3 separate regions of the Sus scrofa genome follow, and regions 1 and 3 are each linked to region 2. Evidence: chromatin contacts called from public HiChIP or PLAC-seq and promoter capture Hi-C data. All regions are on one chromosome and are shown on one strand. The core of a region is the stretch at or near the end of the contact, and the rest is flanking DNA. Distances in the headings are between cores, read along the strand shown.

Region 1 (2,700 bases), core at 157-2,656, 310 kb after region 2:
TGAATTCTCCTTCTCTCTACACTTAGGACATGAACTAGCCTTACTGAACAACCCTGGCTTCTTAAGATTTAAGCCATCACACTGCAGAGCAACTCTGTGTAGTTGGTCAGCTTCAAGCTAGACTCCAAGCTGTTGATCAGCATGGGAGTCTTGATCTGCTCTGTGTCCCACCTGGGCCAGTTCATTCCTCCTTAGGCAACCCAGTGGTCTCCCATTCCTGGGAAGTCACCATATTGATCCCAAACTTAGTGTGGACATCTGATCCACATGGCACATTGTAGCCCAGAACTCCTGGGCTCAAGGGATCCTCCAGCCTCAGCCTCCCAAGTAACTCCTGGGACTACAGGTTCATGCCACAGCGTGCAGCTAGACTGCAAGCTACTAGAAGACAGGCCCAGTGCCTTTTTTTTTTTTTTTTTTCTTTTATAAAAATAAAGTAGGCAGGAGTTCCCTGGTGGCACAGTGGATTAAGGATCCAGCACTGCCACGCTGTGGCTCTGGTTACAACCCATGGCCCTGGAACTTCGGTGTGCCACAGAAGAGCCACCCCCCTCCCCCCAAAAAAAAGTAGGAAGAAGAAAACCACTCCAAAGGTACTGGCTGCTCTGGGCAACCTCTCCTGCACATCGCCCACACAGGGAAGTCAACTCATGTTCCCAGAACACACTGAGCACACTCACCTCGCTGCGCCTTTTCATTGGGCCTAGCTCTGCCTGGCATGGATCTCCTTTACCTTCTACACTTTGTTCAAATGTCACTCTCATGATTCTCCCTAATCACTCGATTTAAAACTGCCTTCCTGAATTCTGGTACCTCTCAGCCAGTTCCTTTTCCCACTGCACTTATTAATTTCTAATATGCTACACATGTGTTTCTCTGTGTTTACTGTCCAGTACCCCCACTAGAATGTAAGCTCCCTGAGGACGCGGCTTTTTATCCGATCACTGACGTAGCCCCAGGGTCTCTCCTCCACGTGCCCAAACGCTTCTTTTCCTTCCCGCCCGGCCTCCAGGCAGAGCATTCTCCCGCGGCGAGCCCAGCAAGTCCTTGCGGAAGCCAACCGACCCCTCCCCGCCCCTCCACAAGGCCGTCTGTGTCCCACACACCCCGTGTCCCCGGCCGGTGACCCCTTCCAGATCCCCTCAGAGATCCCTCACGTGACCCGTCCAACTCCCGCCCCTGCGTCCGGAGCCCCCACGTGAACCTAGGCCGTGCTGGCGGGGCTCACCGTCCGGGTCCTTCTCCTGATAGCACTGGTAATTGCACTCCACCTCCATGTTCTCCAGAAAGGACTTCACCTGCTCCTCGTCCTGGAAGTCCACGAGGCCCGCCATGGCTCTCGCTCGGTCAGTCAAAATCACCCCGCCGCTCTGCCCCGGCGCGCGCCGTACGCCCGCCCAGGTCACGTGAGCGGCGGAGGGGCGGGGCTTGGGCGGGGCTTGCCGCCGAGGTCCGCCGCTCCCTCCGGCGGCCTGAAAGCCCGGCGCGCCGGGAGCTTGAGCTTTTCCTCTGCTCTCTGGCTGTTAGGCTTTGGCTGTCTCACCTTTTCCTCAGGTCTGGTAGCAGTCTTTCTGTAGCACTTTACTGTGCCAGTCTTGTGGCTTTAATGCTTCTCCGCTTCTGGTCATTTATCTCTCCATCTGTCCGCTCTTTCGTTAATTCGGTGTTGCCTAGGCGCCTACCATATGCCTCACCAAGTGCTTGGTGCTAGTAATACAACAGCGAGGAAGTATGGGTCCTGCCATTAAAGGGCTTGCAGTTTAGAAGGAAAGCTTTTGTTTATCCATTCAGCAAGTATTTTGAGCACCCATTATGGGCCAGCTGTAGCTGGACAAACCAATATTCTTAAGTCGCTGCAAGTGCAGTGAAAAGTCTGATTCATCTCTCTTTTCCTCCCATTCCCACCTTCTGCCTCCAACATGAGTGACCCAAGGAATGAATGGCTGTGGAAGATGATAGCCGGATCACAGTAGCAGTAATAATACTGTTATAATAGCTAATGCTTAAACAGGGCTAAACTTTGTTTCAGATTCTATTTGAAGAGCTTCCTCATTTAATTCTCATGAAGGCACTCATTGTGGGTAGGAGTTATTCCCCCCATTCTGCTGATGAGGAAAGAAACTGAGGTACAGAGAGTAAATTGTCCAAAGGTCACACAGGAAATACGAAATTTGCTGTGCAATGAATATTTTTTGAATAAAAGAATGAAGTACAAAAGGAAAAGTCAAGGATATGGGAAAGAAAAGAGGAATTTCAGCTGGTTTTTGCTTTTTCTTCTTAGAATCATCAGTTCCATAAAGCCTAGACTGAACGCTCTCCAAAGACAGTCAGTTCCTATTTCTCTTTGAGTCCCAGCCAGCCCTCGCCTATGTCCCTGAGGGGAGCTCAAGTCCTTGGTTTCCCAGCACCTCTAGCATTGCTTCCAAATGGCTCCACTATTAACCTATCCTTAAGGGCGTCAGAGAATGGACCACTTCCAACCACGTCCTTGTTAGAGAGTAGCTTGCTGAACCTGGGAAACGTCTTCGAAATTCCAGTTTTATTTTAAAGATTTAAATGATTTTACACTCAAGTCCATAACACATCTTTCATAGGATAACACATTCCAGTTGTCATTCCACATTTACTAGTGGTTTCTTAGACACCTGATCACCTTGGGAGATCCTTTAATACATCTCTCATATAGAGAAGCCCCAACCT
Region 2 (2,700 bases), core at 102-2,601:
CAATGTGGGATCTGAGCCAGCCGCGTCTCGGACCTACACCTACACCACAGCTCAAGGCAACTCCGGATCCTTAACCCACTGAACAAGGCGAGGGATCGAACTGCAACTTCATGGTTCTTAGTTGGATTCATTTCCACTGTGCCATGACGGGAATTCCTCCTTTCTTTATTTTAAAAAATTATTTGAATGTTATGAAATATATACAATTCAAACAACATTCTGCATTCAATTTCAGGGAATTAATAAATCTTCTAAAGTCCACATATTGCCCTTTGTTACATTAAAAACTGTTGCAGAGGGACTTGATAAACAAAATCTAACATCAGAAACCTCCAATGGCCATCTCAAGCACCCAATACAGCAGGGAAGAGGGTATCAGTTTTATAGAAAATTAAAATCGAAAACTGACATATCTAATCATTACAATTTTGCAGATTAGTAGCCTAGGGTAAGAATCTCGCATCTCATGACTTTTAAGTCCAATCCTTTTTTCAACTGTCAAAAATAGAAGGCCCTTTTATTCCGGGGTTAGACTAGAGAAAGTAAAGCAGGGGCCATAGCACTCTCCTCCTGGAAAGAAGGTGGATACGAGAGAGCCTAGCAGTTAAGAGCAGCTCATCTGGGACTTAGGTAGGAACTCAGGCCGCTTAGTCACGAAAAGGGACTTAGACAAATCTCTCTGCGAACTGCTACACCGTAAAATCGGATAATAACTTCTGCTGTTCCGCCTTCCCCGTGGTGCTTGTTACACTCCGCCGAAAGGAGGAAAAGATGCGAATACCATGCAGATAGAAGGTTCATATGTTTCAGGTCATTACTAGGTCTCAGGGTGCTGAGGACAAGAGCGTACATGCTTCTCTGCTGTTGGCTTCCGGCTTCCCCACTGCAAACTCGCAGTCCCCGACAGAGCAAGGGAGCCTTCAGAAATCCAAAGGTGGAAAGAAAAATGCTCCTACTGGGCTCAGAACAGTACCTGGCACTTAATAGGCGCTTAGGAAGTATCTGCTGAATGGATCAACGTCTGAATGAGTCCGCCGAGAACTCTCCCGCCCGCGGGACGCCACACTCACCGGGGGCCGAAGCTTGCTCGAGCTGGCGCAAGCCTAACGCTTCCCACCGTCTCCGCTTCAGGAGCTCATGGAGTTGCAGCAAATCTAAACTGCCCAGCTGGACTCTTCTCGCAGCTGCCAGTCGTGCAACAGAGCCGAAACTGGCGCCTAGCTAGGAATCCAAAGAAGGTGAGGAAAAGGAAATTCGCGCCAAAAGCCGAGGCCCCGCCCCTAGGCTGTCTCCACGTTCCGTCAGCAGCCTGCCCTCCGGCCCCGCCCATCTAGGGAGGGGACGCGTGACGTACTTCCGCCAACGTGCCCTGGGCCTCGGTCGCGACGCGATTCACGGAAGTTCCTGAAGCAGAAGCGATTCCGGTTTCAAGAGGATCGGCTAAGCTGTTCAGTGAGACTTCCTCCAACTTTCTCAGGCCCTCTCGGGTTGTTGTTGCTTTTTTTTAACCTGGATGTGACGTACTAAAGGAGTCGACGGAAGTAGAACCGAAGGGGTTCTAAAATGGCGAACCGTACGGTAAAGGATGCGCACAGCATCCACGGCACCAACCCTCAGTATCTGGTGGAGAAGATCATTCGGACTCGAATCTATGAGTCCAAGTATTGGAAGGAGGAGTGCTTTGGCCTTACGGGTGAGCAAGAGCGCGTCGACCCCCCCCTTCCCCCACCAGCCCTGGGCGTCCCGTGGCCCAGTTCTAACCTGTCGAATGGGACTGGTCCCGGGGTGGGGGGGGACTGGTCCCGGAGGGTGGGACTGGAGGGAATCTCAGTCTTTCAGAAAAATCTGAGTGCCCACTCTGTGCCTAGTCTTGTGTTGGGCTTTGGGGACCCAAATGGGTCTGATAGGGCCTTTATTCTGAAGGGTGTCAGTTTGGTTCTTTGAGTCATTCCATGTTTAATGGTATCTTGCTAGGTTCCAAACAGTGTTAAAAGTTCAGGGACCCTGAAGATCTTAAAGGAACGTGAATATGCCTGAAACCAAATTCATGATCTTATTATCCCTAAATCTGGCCCGTTTGCACTATTTCCACATTCCGGTCCTGGTATGAATAGAAGCTCTTCAGAGAAACCTTCCAGGCAGTCTGATCTTTGTTGAATTCTGGCTCCTTTTTTGTTCACTGTTCCACCATTGTAAGAGGAACATAATAATATCCACCTCAAAGGTTGAAGGTTTGTTCTAAGGATTAAGTGAAATAATGTATAAAAAGTGTTTGGTATGGTTACAGTATATGTTAATAGAAAGTACTCAGGAATTAGTAGGGGTGGTGCTAATTGTTACCACTGTTAACCACTCCAGTGCTGTTGTTACCGCTCCTGCCAGTTTGTCCACAGAAGATTCATACTGTTTTTATGAGTTGCCATTAAATTTTGGAGTCAAATAAGTTTGCTCCGCGGGCCTTTTCTCATTCCATAGTTTTTTCCTTAGATGATCTCCATACCACAGTTACAGCCTACATATAGATGCCTTCAAATTGATCTCTTCAGCCCAAATTTATATGAATCTAATTCTAAAACGTGCCAACTCAATATGTTTCAAAAGGCAACTCGTGACCTTTTCCCCCAACACTAGGTTACATTCCCTTGTCATATATTTTCATTGATTTCCGTATCTTTCAAATACTGATCCCATTTTAAATTA
Region 3 (2,700 bases), core at 164-2,663, 480 kb before region 2:
TATGTAATTCTGAGCAAGAAGCAAACCCTCTGGATCTCAATTTCCTCAACTTGTAAAATGAAGCTAAGCAATATGATCTCTCTTTAAAATAATTATAGTCATGACATTCTATGGAATAGGCTACCTGCGAAGAATATACTCAGGTGGGGATTGAGCCTCCAGATATTAGAGATGTTTAGAGGATTATGATACAAACCAAAAGTTGAGAATTGCGGGATGAGAGGAAACCTTACAAATCTTCTATGATTCACCCAACTGAGACTCAAGCCCTCTCTAATATATTCTTGGAAGATGTCACCCAACCATTCGAGCATTGAGAAAAAAACCATGGAAGTAAGTCACTTCATTTCAGGCCAACTCTGATGCCTAAGTTCTTTTACTGAAGCCACATGACCCTCCAGTAACTTCCACCCATTAGTTTTACCCCTCTTTCATCTACGGGCACCTGGAATGTTTGTGGATAATGATAGTATTTCCCTTAAATATCCCCTCCAAAATTAAAATCTCCAGCTCCTTGAACCTTTCCTCATAATACCAATACCCCACCCCACCCCCCGCCCATCCAGCCTGCTTTCCTCAGAGAAACCTCCATTCTTGCTTTAGCGAGTATCAAAATTATTCCAACAACCCTGCCCATTCTGACATCCAGATTCCTTGTGGAACCCAAGTTTTCCCCCTCGTCCAGCTCACACATCACGGAAGCCTCTAACTGCTCTTGACACCTCCATCCAAGGAAGCTTTGGGGCTGGGAATGTGCCCCTGGTGCTCCTTCGGAAGATTCGGAGACAAGAAGAGACCACAGCGGCCACTCTGAGGCCCTCGCCCTGCTTTCCTCCCTGGTCTAAGCCTCCTCCCTCACCGGTATTGCTTGGGGTCGCTGGGAGACTTGACGATCTCAGGGTCTCCGGCATTACTGACAGGCACCCTCCGTCCCTCCTCCTCAGATTCGTCGGCTCCCAGACGGGCAACCCGGCCGCTCTCGCCCAAATCCTGTCCATTGGGCTGCAGGTCAGGGCAGCTGCAGGTAGACTTCGCCTTGTTCCTTCCAGGCATGGTCAGAGTAGGAAAGGGTCTGGCAGCCGCGGAGTCTTCGCACCGACCCCGCGCTTCTACTCTCCACAGCGCCGCGAGCTCCCGCCCGGCCTCACACCACAACTTCCTCCCGGTGGCACTGACTGCAGCAACCGTGACTCTCCTCAACATTCACCACCAAGCCGGAGTAATGGGCATCCCGCTCCCTAGGGCCCTCCTCCTCCTCCTACTTCTCCAGCCGCTCCTCCTCCTCCGCGTTCCAGAGGCGGTGGCGGCCGGCGCTGGTGCTGCCGCAGCCGCCGGGGAGGACAGGCCTGAACCCCTCCCCCAATCCGGTCTCCCCCAAGCCAACTTCCCTCATCCCCCCCACCCTCCCGCCGTCGATGACGCAACTGACTTTAGCCAATAACAAGGCAAGATAGAAGTCATGTGCATGTGATCAACCAATGGGAACAAGGAATAAAAAAGAACCAAAGAGACCGGGCCGGCATCTCGCAGCACGCAGAGAGCTCTTCGGGACACGGAGTGGGCGGGGCGAGAGAAAAGAGGCGGAGAGAGGGACGCGGAGGACGACGGGAGAACGGCGCCTGGGAGGCTGCGCAGCGTTTATGACGGAAGAGGGGAGGTGGCTTGAGGTAGCAGCTGAATAGTGCTCCACCGCTCCGAGAGAAATATTCCCCGGATGAGAAAACCGCTAAGCGAGTGGAGAAAATTAATTTCCAGGCTTCCCCTCCCCTCACTCATGTCGTATTTTGCGTATCATGCCCCTCAGACCTGGGTGGAGTTTTGGCCGTGACTCGGCACGTAAAAAGCAGAACGCCGGAAGTGTTTTTCTGCAGCCGGATGGAAGCTGCGTGGGAGTGGAGCTGAGCGGAACCGGAGAAATAGCCGCCGTGCTTCTCCTCCTTACAGCTTGCTAGACCGTCGTGCACTTCGCCTAAGTGTTTAAAAGACCGGTGTAAATGTGTTCACTCTTCTATGCGAAAACATTTTGAGCTTCCCCCAGAGACTAGAGTCCACAGTTAGTGTTAGCCAACTTTCGCTGAGCAGCCACCTCCTGTCCCTTAAGTCCGTTTCCCCAAGGTTTTTTCCTGCCTTCAGTGGCCGTTGGTGGGCAAGATGTGATTGAAACAGACGTACTTGGAAAATAAAAAGCAACTGATGTGGTACTAGGTGTGTGATTTACTAACCTTGGCATAAGCAGTTGTAGCACACAAAAGGAAGAAACATGGTGAATGCAGAAGCACTTGAAGCAGAGATATCTTGATGATTGTTTTAGGTCTTTACATTTTTCTAGGCCTCCCCAGCTCCAGATATAGGGAAGACAATCATGAACAAAACAAAATTTGTTGCCTTCTTGGAGCATGCATTCAAATGGGGAGAAACAGAATAAAATAATTTTTAAAAAGTGAATGCTAAGGGAGTTCCCTTCATGGCTCAGGGGAAACGGAATCTGACTAGTATCCATGAGGACGCAGGTTCACTCCCTGGCCTTGCTCAGTGGGTTAAGGATCCACTGTTGCTGTGAGCTGTGGTGTAGGTCTCAGATATGGCTGGGATCTGGTGTTGCTGTGGCTCTGGTGTAGGCCCGCAGCTACAGTTTCAATTCGACCTGTAGCCTGGAAACCTCCGTGGGTGCAGCCCTAAAAAGGCAAAAAGGGCGGAGGT

What was found. Promoter capture Hi-C pulls out the DNA fragments that hold promoters and counts their contacts. HiChIP or PLAC-seq counts read pairs in DNA pulled down with a chosen protein or histone mark.
Region 1: a promoter capture Hi-C map of fetal liver shows a contact between it and region 2, with 3 times the contacts expected there. The contact joins the promoter of SELRC1 here to the promoter of PRPF38A in region 2. A contact is called at or near these places in 3 of 5 promoter capture datasets (fetal liver, fetal skeletal muscle and liver) and 5 of 47 Hi-C or Micro-C datasets (alveolar macrophages, embryonic fibroblasts, fibroblasts and 2 more).
Region 3: an H3K27ac HiChIP or PLAC-seq map of alveolar macrophages shows a contact between it and region 2. The contact joins the promoter of NRDC here to the promoter of PRPF38A in region 2. A contact is called at or near these places in 1 of 5 promoter capture datasets (liver), 6 of 47 Hi-C or Micro-C datasets (embryonic fibroblasts, heart right ventricle, liver and 2 more) and 2 of 2 datasets of contacts at active chromatin or transcription factors (alveolar macrophages and skeletal muscle).

The regions. Positions count from the first base shown.
Region 1 is chr6:159,510,568-159,513,267 of Sscrofa11.1, reverse strand. It overlaps SELRC1 (Sel1 repeat containing 1), which reads right to left and starts at 1,406. Exons shown (of 4, transcript NM_001243594.1): 1 at 1,229-1,406. The coding sequence starts at 1,334.
Region 2 is chr6:159,817,903-159,820,602 of Sscrofa11.1, reverse strand. It overlaps PRPF38A (a long non-coding RNA gene), which reads left to right and starts at 1,351. Exons shown (of 10, transcript XR_002345201.1): 1 at 1,351-1,693. It overlaps ORC1 (origin recognition complex subunit 1), which reads right to left and starts at 1,301. Exons shown (of 17, transcript XM_005665420.3): 1 at 974-1,301.
Region 3 is chr6:160,297,814-160,300,513 of Sscrofa11.1, reverse strand. It overlaps NRDC (nardilysin), which reads right to left and starts at 1,413. Exons shown (of 31, transcript XM_003127978.6): 1 at 860-1,413. The coding sequence starts at 1,203.